Linked DNA regions of Zea mays: region 2 is linked to region 1. Evidence: chromatin contacts called from public Hi-C data. All regions are on one chromosome and are shown on one strand. Each heading gives the region's core, a stretch centred on a gene start, on an enhancer-like site or on the middle of the called end of the contact. The rest is flanking DNA. Distances are from core to core; before and after follow the strand shown. Region 1 holds the start of LOC103651602 (acyl-protein thioesterase 1 homolog 1). Region 2 holds the start of LOC100382225.

Region 1 (6,178 bases), core at 2,432-4,931:
TTCTATCTACGCCTTTGGTTCACACGAAATTAGGGAAGGAATGAATCTATAGGATTCAAATCTACCTCTGGAATTCTATGGATTCATTCCATAGGATTTAAACATGCGAGTTCAAACATGGGTGGATAGATTTTTAAGGACGTCTCTGGTTGCAAAGTTTTATATACATGTCCACAGAGGCCGACAAACTGTGAGTTTTTTTTTTTTTTTTTTTTTTGCAAGTAATGATGGTGATAAAATGTTGACACATCTCTCGCTCGCTCGTGCGACAACCTTTCGAGAAGAAACAATTTCTTTACCAAAAAACTTTATGGATGCTTCGTATTTCCTAGGAGCGAGCTCACGCAGTTAGGAGAAACCTATGCTATATGAGGAAAAAAAGGAAGGGAAAGGCATGAATATGCAGCCTCCAAGCCGTAGCTAGCTAGCTAGGTAGCTAGGGGGGCATAAGCAGAACACAATCATAGCCTAGGACAAACCCCTACCACCAAAGGCGCAACGGTTTGGGTAGTTGATATCGCAAAAAACGTAGGGACAAAAAACTGGGCTCACATAATAATCTAGCCGAAGCTGCCCCCTCCCCGGTAATCCCAGCCGATTAAAAAAAGATTAATCTTTTCTGCTTTTTTTGCAGAGCTGGGTGGGGGATGCATTGCATTGCATTGCATACGATTCCCTCCTGCTGCTGCCACACGGTGCGAGCAGGCAGGTAGCTAGCTAGTGCAGCTCCTCCTTTGCAATATTCCGCTGCCATCCATCCATATATAGATTTGACTTAGGCCCCCCCCCCCTCTTGCCTTGCTTAATAATAATAATCGGTTTTAAGTCTGGATCGTCGACAGGGGATCGGAGCCTACCTCTGCCCCCGCCCCGTCCCGGAGCATTTCTGCAAAAGGCGCGCTGCTTTGCTTTGCCCTTTGGCTCTCACTCTCTCACAGACGAGCGAGGCAGGACAGCAGTTTGTTATGCGTGCCGTGCATGTATGTTCCCTCCTGATCAGAGTAATATTTTTTTTTTCTTTTGGCCCAGGCAAACGTGGCTGGATTCTAGTAGTAGTATAGTGGACATGTGTAAGTGCTACGAAAGATTGATTGTTCAGTACAGTCCATTAGCTACACATTCTCCTGGCTCTGCCTCATGAGTTCAGTTCCTTGTCTGGCTCCAACAGATTTTATAGCTTACCTCCTCCTATTGTGTCTTCTTCTATTTCAAACTATATTTTATAAACGGTGCAAAAAGATATTTTACACCATCTGCTAGAGACCGTCTAAGGCTAGCTCCAGCAAGGGCCTCCTAAAGGGTCATCTATCCTAAATATAGATATAGACGATCAAATGGTTATCTACGCTCTCTAGAAGCGTTCTCTAAACGGCCCTCTAAATTTAGATGACGCTACTGGATTCTCTCTTTATATAGTTTCTCTAAACGGCCATCTATCCATTTGAATACTTTAAATAACCGATTTAGAAAAACTAAAATATGTACAATATTTTAAAGAGTATGACAAATACGTACGTACAAAAATAAAAACAAAGAATGTCTCTAATATAGGCATTTGAGTATAGATGACGTGATTTAGAGAACGTTGTTGAGAAGAATGAGATATAGAGGATTGAATCTTTTAGAAAAAAAACTATAAAAGACGGATATAGAGGATGAATATAGATGACGTTGTTGGAGACAGCCTAATTAGGACAAGACAGGAGGGTGAAACACACAAACCTGTTGCGAACTTTCCAGAGAGAAAAAAAAAGAACAAAAAAAAAATTCTGCCTTTTCCTGCTAAATAAATATACTCTTGTCCATAAGAACTTCCTCACCGCCCAGACAGCGAGTCACTCACCGCCTTTTTTATTTTATTTCCATGTCGCTTACGTCATTGCATATGGAATTAATAGGAAGATCGATCGATATGATGTATAACAACTATAGTTATATATATGCTTATTCCTTGTCAATTCGGCTACCAAGGTTATATATATATATATATACAGATTATTCAGGAATTGTGCCGGATCAGTGTGGGCATTAGTTCCTGATCAAGATCAAAGAGGGGGAGAAGGAATTGGGTGGTTATAGCTAGGCAAGGCTCAAAACAAAGTAATGCCTTTTTTTATATATCTCCGGCCGGGGGTTCTCCCTCCACTGCCGTGGGCTGCATCGATTCGAATTCCCTCCTCCTCCGGCCATCACACCCGCCCTTGCGGTCGCCCAACACGATCGAATGCCTCCACCACATAGCCTTGCTAGGAATTGGCGAACTGCATGTGTCCGTGTGTGTGTGATAATGATGCCGTGCGCTCCACACCTTGCCGCTCCTTGTCTCACACCGTCGTCACACGCACTCACGCTATGCCTTCCCTGCAATCGATCAGTAAGATCATGTTCATGGTCGTGTAAAACATCGTTTTTGTACCATGAAAACCTTATATTCAAGTTCCATTTAGAAAAAAAGTTCATAAAAAAACCAAATTTGAGGCACATGCATATATATATGCACTAGCCACTCGAAGACAAATTCCTTATCCTAGTGTGCAACAGAAATTTGTTATTTTCTCATATGTTTTCTTTTACAAAATGCGTTTCCCTGTCAACTTTTATGATTATATAACACACACACGCACACCTAAAGATATATGTATTATAGATGTGCATCGTTTCAGAAAATTTAAGATTTTCTAAGTATATTTTTAAGGGTGGCTTTCACGATGCCATCCAAGATAAGTGCACCTACCTCGATGTAACCAAGGAAATGGGACTATCTATTTATCTGCTGACAAATTAGTAAATTACCATGCATAAAAACATGTTACTCCCTCCACACTTCTAGAGTTTTTTTATGCATAAAACATGTTAAAAATTATCTCGAGATAAATGCACCTCTAGTTTTTTTAATACCATTTCTACCTACTCTCTTTCTAAAATACAATGATTACTTCTTTACAAGGGCATATATAATATGATTTCTTACTTACATCAATATTTCCCACCGAAATTCTGAACACATATTTATTTCTGGAACAGGAGTACGACTTTCGTAACTGTCGAATTACGCGTCGTCCTTCCATATGATATATAGAAAAAGGTGGGGCCTGATTTTCTATAACAGTTTCCTTATGTGCGTAGACAAGTTATTTTAATTTCTGCTGTCGATTTTGTTCATGGACTAAATCAATTTATTTTACTGAAGTAATATTTCTTGCTAATTCCTTTTGTTTCTCTACCTAAATCAATTTATTTCACTGCAAGAATATATATTTTTTATTGGGCTAGGTGCCTAGCTAGGCCACGGTATGGTACTGCAAATCTGAAGTCAGCACAGCACAGCACAGGAAGCAAGGGGGCGCTGCGCGCATGCAACTGCTGCTGCTACTAGGTGAGTGAGTCGTGAGATTCTTCTTCCCTCCTCATCTCAACTCAACCCAAAAAAAAAAGGATCCAGCCTTTTTATCCTGCTCTCCTAGCGCTAGCGGCCGAGGCTAGCTTTAGGCAGTTTCATTCCCTTATGCAGTAGGCCGCCTTAGGCCTTAGCTGTAACAAACTGTGAGTAGCAATCCCCCGGCCGGATTCGCTTCGCACGACGGCCGGCACGCATCAGCCTGACGATGAAGTGTCAGGCTGGGTGTTGGTGGTGGTGGTGCCGCCTGTTCCTCGCGCGGTCCCTGTCCCTGTCGAGCTCGCACTATAAATACAGGTCAATCGGGCCTGTGCACTTCGTACTTGCAACAGCAGCAACCACCAGCAGCAGCAGCAAGCCAAGCGATCCACAAGCTAGCTAGCTTTTCACTTGAGCGGGCCTCGCCTCGCTCGTCTTAGGTTGTACTCGCACTTGCAGCTAGCGTTCCAGTGGTGGTGGTGGTGGTGGTGCTCGATTGATATCTCGCTAGGCGACCGGCGGCGGCGGCGGAGACCGACGACAGCATGAGCTATGGGGGCAGCTCTTCTGGTCTGTGTGCCGCGTTCTTGCGTGCTCTTCCGATCCTAGCTAGCTTCAGCCTCTCTCTCTCTGGCTATTACTAACCTAGGCCGGCCGCGCGCGCCATGGATGGATGTGGGTGCAGGCGGGCGAGGTGGGCGGCGTGTGGAGTACGGGCGGACGTACGTGGTGAGGCCCAAGGGGAGGCACCAGGCCACCATTGTGTGGCTCCATGGCATCGGCGACAATGGCGGCAGGTATATAGATGTAAAACCATGCATGCATGCTGCTTGTTGTCTAGTAGTCATTTGTGCTGCTCGATCACTGCTGTTATTTACCTGCCCTCTGGTGATAGTAACAATTATAGTTAGTTTGGAAGCCCTTACAGTTAGTTTGGAATGAAGTTCCAAAACCAGAAAGAATTAGAGGGGCTAAAATAATCTCTTTGAGTGGATTTTAGCCTCTCAAATTACCTTGGATTTTGTGGCTCTCGAACTAGACTAAGGTGGCAGGCTGGCAAGTGCCGCTAGCTGATGTGCGCTACTGTTTCTCGAAAAGAAAGCACTTCATGGGTTCCATGTCCCCATACATAGGATGATGAGTACGTAGGACAGGAACCTTGTTCATTTCTCGAGACATTAGCTAGTGTTCATACACATTTTCTTCCTGAAACGAAAAAGAATACTCCGCCACGCGCTAGCTGGAAAGGTCGTCAAATTGAAGCCTCATTGATTATTCGTCTTCTTGTTTTTTTTTTTTTGATGCATGGAGGGCGATATATGTGTATATACAGATTAAAATATTCCTACAAATGTGGCCAGCTAATAAGGTTCTGTCTGCCAACCAGAATGCATCGAGCACCTAGCTAAGTGTTTTTTTTTTTAAAAAAAAAACTGTGATTCATGTGGCACTAAATTAATTATTATTACCAATTTCCTGGCGTCTTGTCGCCCTGCGCTCTCGCTCGCTCGCCTCTGGGTTTCGGGAGCAAAAGGAATATGCCTGGCATGGTGTTTTCGCTTTACTTCCCCCTCGATATATAAATATTTCTGTCACGGTGGTTCTTTAATTCTCCACTTGTTCAAATCGATACCGACTAATATTAATATGTATAGACGGCGTGCTTATTTGTAGTGAGTAAGAATACTATTTCCATTGCCTGGTAATGTTAGGCCGGCTAGCTAGCTACTATTCCCTCCATCCTTCTTTATTTATCGTGTTTTAGTTCAAAAGTAAACTGGTGAGCGACAAATTTTCAAAACGGAGGTAGTATATAAGATCCATCCAATAAAAAACTGTCATTTCAGACACACAGGCTACGACAGGTAGAATATCAGCACCAGTTCATCACTTGTTGCTATACTAGCTTCAGACACTGGCCTAATCTATGCTAGCTCCTTATCGTTTTCTTTTTCTTTTTCCTTCCCGTTTGCAGCTGGTCCCAGCTCCTGGATTCTCTTCCACTGCCCAATGTAAGAAAAAAAACCATGCTACACTTTCACTTTTGCCCTACTGCCCAATGTAAGAAAAATCATTCTAATCAAAACCCACATCTCATATCCTTGTGCAGGTCAAATGGATTTGCCCTACTGCACCAACGCGGCCTGTCGCGGCTTTCGGTGGATTCCCTTGCACTGCATGTGGGTTTCTCTCTCAAACTCAAGAGCCTGCAGTAAACTTGGCTTTCCGATCCCTGACCGAGCTAGACCGTGCTCTGTTTCTGTTTCTGTTTCTGTTTCTGTTTCTTCTTCTCTGGAACTGCACGGAGAACAGGGTTCGATGTGGACGAGACTTCACTGGACGGCCACGCTGACATCGAAGGCATGGACGCTTCAGCCGCGCATGTGGCGAACCTGCTGTCCTCCGAGCCATCTGATGGTACGTACCGTACGTACTAGCTAACTCTGAACAGGATTGCAATAGAACAACTAACTGTTAACGCTGACTGACTGACGAGAAAATATTGCAATGCAATGCCAGTGAGCCTTGGGATAGGAGGGTTCAGCATGGGCGCTGCCGCTGCGCTCCACTCCGCCGCGTGCTACGCTCACGGCAGATTCACCAACGGTGTCGCCTATCCGATCAACCTCAGGGTCGTCGTCGGTTTGAGTGGCTGGCTTCCTAGCTCCAGGTATGGTATAATAAATAATCCGGAAGAGAGAGAGAAAAAAAACAAAATATGCATGGTTATGGTTATGTTAATACGTCTCCTTAAAACGCATCCTGAATCGGCTGACTCTTGTTCGAGATCATCAGGACCCT
Region 2 (6,178 bases), core at 1,127-3,626, 160 kb after region 1:
CTAGGTGCGGACGGTCCGTGGTTAGATCATATCAGGCGTAGTTAACCCCTTTCCACGCTTGTTTATCCATCTAAACTCATAGATTCTATTGGGAAATACCTAGGAACGGGTCCAGACCTCCCTCTATATATATGAAGGAGTACGACTGATTGCGGACACCATCAACCGAACCAATCAAACCATTTATCAATTCCTTTACTTTCTTGCCCTAGGAGTAGCCAGTAACGTAGTCTTCTTCATCTCAATCTTCACCTCTCTATGACTTTACGTCATCTAGAGGTGTCTTAGGTGGCCTATCGATCACAAGACAAAACCTAGGATCTCTCCTCCCTGATGGGGTCCCACTTGGGGGCGAGATCTATGTGTCGTTGGCGAATGCCGCTAGCCCTGCGCACACGCGGACTATACGGCCACCAGGCGCTGACCGTCCGGCTCGGCGCAGGGAACCCCACTCCTGCTACCAGGTCATGGACCGTTTGGACCTAGGTCGCGGATCATCCGTGGCACCGCAGAGAGCCCGCCAAGCGGAACAACTCACAGTGATTGATGCCCAGATCGACGCGAACACCAACTAATTGTTATCTACTAGTAATGTGCCCGGCACCATTGTAGAGAAGAAGGCGGAAAAGAGGCACGTGCGGTGAGAGCGCGAGGGTGTAGGTTGATCCAAAGAACGTCGTCTGTTGGATGTGAGTAAGAGAAAGGGATGTGAGTAAGGGATGTGACTCCGCTTAGGCCTATCGATTGGAGCGGCCTTGCAGCTACCGGTAGCCCCCTCAAATAGTTCTGCACGAGTTCAATCTCGCAACCTATCGTATGTCTTCATACATCATCGGCCACCTACACCTGTGTTTTCCCAAACCCGTCACATGTTCTTTTCCCTACATCATAGGCCATGTGTGTGGTTTGCAACCTACTTCCATGACATTTTCATCGGTTTTTGTTTTCATCCATGGTATTGCAGTTGCCTTGAACTCGACGACTGTGAACAGGATCCTCCTGATGGGCAACTGAATCCCAAATAAGTGTGACAGATTGGTCGAGACAGCAAAACTGTTTATTTAGTTGTATATGCAAATATATTTGATATGATCAAAGTTTTTGCTGTCATCTTTTACCGACCAAGGCTGGATAGTTTCCTCCAAGGCTGGATAGTTTCCTTAATCACATGATTGTTTTCTCTCAAGATTTTCTCCACATTACAAACTTACTTTTTAATATATGATGATATCCGTATTTTCATGGTCTATGAAAAAAGGTATGCGAGTTACTTTTAGTTCAATGACGTAAAATTTGGATTATACATGATCTGAGTGTCCTCGGTGTTAGGGTTTGCAACTGCTCCTCTGCATCGTTGCAAACATATTTTATCTGATCAAAGTTTTTGCTACCATCTTTTACTGATCAAGGTTGATTAGTTTCTTTAATCATGTGATTGTTTTCTCTCAGTTTTCTTCACATTATATACTTCTAAACTTCATTCCTGTTAAAAATATATGCACAATGGAAGTTGTCTATAATAGTTTCCTTACTTTATGCTCATACCTTAATACCTTATCAAGCTGAGCTGCAATTGTATTTATTAAACCATGATACAATGTTACATCGACGCTGAGCTTAAGCATATGCTTTGTACAAACACTTGGATTTATATGCTGGTGCGGTGGTGCCTGTTCATCTTTGCCCCCAAACCATAAAATGCTTTGATTCATATTGATACAATGTTCACAAAAACGTTATATAAACCTCTGGTGCAATCATTTGAGTTGCTATCAAATTTGACACACATTAATTTAACTGTGCAAATATATCGTTGATGAGTCAGTTTCTAGTGATATTTTTAGAAACAGTGAAGTCGTGCACTGAAAATAACCTCCTAACAAATACGAGTATGTATGGGGTGTTTGGTTACCCAAGCTAAATTTAAGGTCATGTTATATAAAATATTTAAATGATAACTATAGATATTAAATAGTCTAGTTATAAAACTAATTATACAGATAAAGACTAAAAGATTAGACGAATTTATTAAACTTAATTAAGTCTATTATATTTCATACTCCTAATTAATATGCAATGTTTGATGTGCCATAAACTAAACTTTAGTTAGAAGAATGAGATTCAGGATTGGAGTAGATAGATTCTCCCAAAGCAGCCTTTATTGCGAAGATAGGCTAAAAAATAAGACGAATTTATTAAATTTAATTAAGTGTATATTTTATACTATTAATTGATATTAAAATGTTTGATGCGACAATAACTAAACTTTAATCTGGGACATGAGGAGATGATTCTCCCAAAGCAGCCCTTATCGGAAAGATTTCCACTGGGCCGTCTAGATAACAAGCGGCCCCACCACACCGCTGCAGTCGCCGTGCTCGCGCATGGAGCTTGGAGGCGGAGGGCGAGGCGGCGGCGACCGGGTCCGGCGGCAGTTGCAGTCGGTGGGGCGGCTGGCAGCGTATCTCGGCGGCGGTTTCCTCCTCCTCTCCGCCACCTCTTCCGTCGCCGTCCGCGCCCTCCGCGCCATCTCCGACGCCAACCAGGTGCGCGCTCGCCCCGTTTCTCCACCCTCCGCAGCGCCCACCATTTCGGTTTTTGGTGCCGTCCTTCCCCGCGACTGACTCTAGTAGTGGCCTACGCCTCGTCAGAGGAAGTTCGCGAAGCCGTGCGGTGCCTGCGAGGGGAAGGGCAGCTACTCGTGCAGGCTCTGCAGGGGCAGCGCCACCATCGAGTGGTCTCCGATGCACGACCCGGTGTTCGTGAATCCGTGCCTCTGCCCTACCTGCGATGGGACTCGGTTAGCCACCCCCCACATGGCTCTTCTATTTCCCGTTCTGCCGCTGCTGGGTTGCTGTGATTATGAATTTATGATATGGAAGCTTGCTGAATTATTTTTTCTTTTTTTATCAGGGTGCAGCGCTGCTTGAACTGCCTGGGAAATGGTTACGCTTGAAGAAGCGATGTCAGTTTTCATTATCGATGATAGATGGTTGTTGGGGAGTTGGTAAGGAAACAATTGGAAATTTACTGATGAATTCGTTGCCTTGTGTGATTATAATTGCTGTGAGTCTATGATTTTTGGGTCTGTTTATGTCGTTCTGTGACTATGAATTGTGGGCATGATGCTAAATTTACAAATCTCTCGTTGAAGAGTCACAGTTGGAACTTTAGCCATTAGTACAGGGAAAGTAAAGCTGTTCTTTCTTGCTGTTGCTTAGTGTACCTGACGGATTGTTAAAACTGAATAGTTTTTGTTGGGAATTTCTGTGAAGGGAAGAGAGTGTGGAATCAACTCAAGCTGAAAGGTTTCTGTTGGGATTTTGTGTCAAGGCAAAAGATTGCCGTTTCAACTCAACTCAAAATGAGAGATAACGGGTGAAATGGAAGTGATATGCTTCCATGTATCCCCTTATGTGCAAGAGTCCAGAAGTACAATTTCTATTTGTCAGGGGAAGCTGTACTCCTATAGATGGTTGTTATGAAGCTCATCGTGGGCCATGCGTACATGCCAAGATCATGGTGTCAAGCCGTTGGATGATTTCTCCTATATGTTAGTTTACGAAATAGTTGATTGCATCTTTGTAGTATGTATCTTCTTGGCTGTGTTTATTCTAACCACATAACAATGGTTTGTTTTGCTTCAACTGAAACCGAAGACCTGTCGGGAAATGAGAGATGCAGGTCAATTAATCCGATTCTGATGTCTGTATCCTTAATGACCTCTCATGTTGAAGGAAAACGAAAGATGCGGGGCTGTACAACTATTAACACTGACAGCAACATTATGTCTTGTTTTCAGACTTCTTACAAGTTGTACAGGCAAGTATTCGTCGTCGTTGTGCAAGAATAGTCTGAAGGGTGATGTCTAGTGCCCACAGAGAGAATTTAATAGAGCCATTCCATCTGAAAGATGTCCAGATATGTGGCGGGATGCCCTGTGAATGATGTCAGTGTTCTTTCATCTGACGAACATCACTTGCATTTATGTTTTGGCCCTTTTTTTCTGAGGGTGGATTTGTTTACGCAACACAAACAAAAAAAAAATATACCATTGTGTGCACTCGCAATCAAATTCTGGTAAAAATGCTCGAATTCCTCAGCATCAAGGAGATTCAGAGGTTGTTGGTCCTATAGTGCAGGTATTGCATGCAGTTGACCTGCATGCCAATCAGTGACGTCCAGAAACTATGGATCAGATTGTCCTCCATCGTAACCACCATTTTTTTTTGTTTGCGATTTTCTTCAACTTGGGCCTTCCAATGATGTCTGAAAACGAGTTACAGGAAATCTGTTGGTCAGCTGTTCTTGGTATCTGCCACTTGTGTACTGTTGAAGGTGAAAATATCTTCCGCCCTGAAGCATCGCGTGTTCCCCGTGACGATTCAAAATTTAGAATTGCAGCCAGAAGGATCCCACCCAAATATGCAGTGTGTGCAGCATATCTGGAGCAAAAGGATTGCAATGTGGTTTGCTGTTAGAATCTGAGATACATGTGCTTTGCAGTTGCAGAAAGCTATTGTTTTATTCTTTGTGCTTATTATGGCCGCCTATTTGCCCCCCGTGAAGTGTGAACCCAATGGGCTCAAGATTCTCAGGAACATCGGTTGGTACCTGTTGAAAAAAAATAGGGGGCAGGTGTTTGTGTATCCACCTTAAATTCACGTGTGCTGAATTTAACACCAAATTAATTCCGTTTAACGCACATAGATGCATCGAGATCAATAAATGAGCATCTAAATAAGTACTCCACTATTATAAGTCATCAACGAGGGCTGAAGCGAAGCCCTGGACACTGACTGACTGACTGTAGCGTTCATCTATGGGTTTTGATTTTGAACAGCAATCGTCCTTCCCGTCCCGGGCCCATCTTGGATTTATAGACAGGAGGAATCGTTGAGTTGGGTGGGCGGCGGAATCGCACTCCGGCCGGCATATATCATCTGCTTGTGCTTGTGCCGCGCGTGGTCAACCCTGCGCCGTGGAAGATGGATGGCTATCCTATCCTATCCTTCCCCACGCGAGAGTGTCGAAGACCAACTCTGGCGAAGCGGGAACGGGAGTCCCCGTTTAATAGTAGTAGTAAATTATAGCATATACCTTATCCAATTCCGACTTTTAAGTGTTATTAAATATTAATATGAGCCAAGTCTATAAAAATATTACATATGTGCGTTTGTGTCGGCGTTTCGACCCCGGGGGTCCCTGGATCGACGAGTAAATTGTCGCCGCGTGTCCCAGCCCAGATGGGTCGGCGCGAGACGGAGCGCGAAGGGGGGAAACGGAGCCGGAGGGAGACAGGCGTAAAAGGGGAAACCCGTGGCCTTCGTGTTTGTCCCGCGCCCAGGTCGGGTGCGCTTGCAGTAGGGGGTTACAAGCGTCCGCGTGAGAGAGAGCGAGAGGCTTATGCGCGTCGTCCCGTCCTTCCCCCGCGCGGCCAACCTTTTCTAAGAGGGCCCTGGACCTTCCTTTTATAGGCGTAAGGAGGAGGTCCAGGTGTACAATTGGCAGGTGTAGCAATGTGCTAACGTGTCTAGCAGAGAGGAGCTAGTGCCCTAAGTACATGCCGTCGTGGCAGCCGGAGAGGTTTTGGCACCCTGTTCGTGTGATGTCGTGGCCGTCGGAGGAGCGCCGGAGCCTGACGGAAGGACAGCTGTCGGGGCTGTCGAGTCCTTGCTGACGTCTCCTTGCTTCCGTAAGAGGGCTGAAAGCCGCCGTCGTCATGGAGCATACGGGGCGCCATCATTACTTGTTTACCGGGGCGAGCCAGATGGGACGTCGGTCTCGTTCCCCATAGCCTGAGCTAGCTAGGGGTAGGGTAATGATGGCCCCTCCTGTGACGTGGTCGGTCCGAGCCCTGGGTAGGGCGAGGCGGAGGCTCCTCCAAGGTCGAGGTCGAGTCTGTCTTCCGAGGTTGAGGTCGAGTCCGAGCCCTGGGTCGGGCGAGGCGGAGTTCGCCGTCTTCTGGGGCTGAGCCCGAGTCCGAGCCCTGGGTCGGGCGAGGCGGAGTTCGTCGTCTTCCGGGGCTGAGCCCGAGTCCGAGCCCTGGGTCGGGCGAGGCGGAGTTCGTCGTCTTCCGGGGCTGAGCCCGAGTCCGAGCCCTGGGTCGGGCGAGGCGGAGCTTCCTATGGCGCCTGAGGCCGGACTTGGCTGCTGTCAGCCTCACTCTGTCGAGTGG

The links. Hi-C and Micro-C count contacts between places; a contact is called where the count stands out from the background.
Region 2: a Hi-C map of ear shows a contact between it and region 1, with 5 times the contacts expected there. The contact joins the promoter of LOC100382225 here to the promoter of LOC103651602 in region 1. A contact is called at or near these places in 14 of 25 Hi-C or Micro-C datasets (bundle sheath, ear, endosperm and 4 more) and 1 of 3 datasets of contacts at active chromatin or transcription factors (leaf).

The regions. Positions count from the first base shown.
Region 1 is chr3:230,571,822-230,577,999 of Zm-B73-REFERENCE-NAM-5.0, forward strand. It overlaps LOC103651602 (acyl-protein thioesterase 1 homolog 1), which reads left to right and starts at 3,682. Exons shown (of 9, transcript XM_008677267.4): 1 at 3,682-3,946; 2 at 4,062-4,173; 3 at 5,352-5,388; 4 at 5,487-5,556; 5 at 5,690-5,794; 6 at 5,897-6,047; 7 at 6,173-6,178. The coding sequence starts at 3,922.
Region 2 is chr3:230,737,493-230,743,670 of Zm-B73-REFERENCE-NAM-5.0, forward strand. LOC100382225 reads left to right here and starts at 2,377. Exons shown (of 4, transcript NM_001174981.1): 1 at 2,377-2,546; 2 at 2,654-2,800; 3 at 2,914-3,007; 4 at 3,276-3,805. The coding sequence starts at 2,385. The coding sequence ends at 3,382.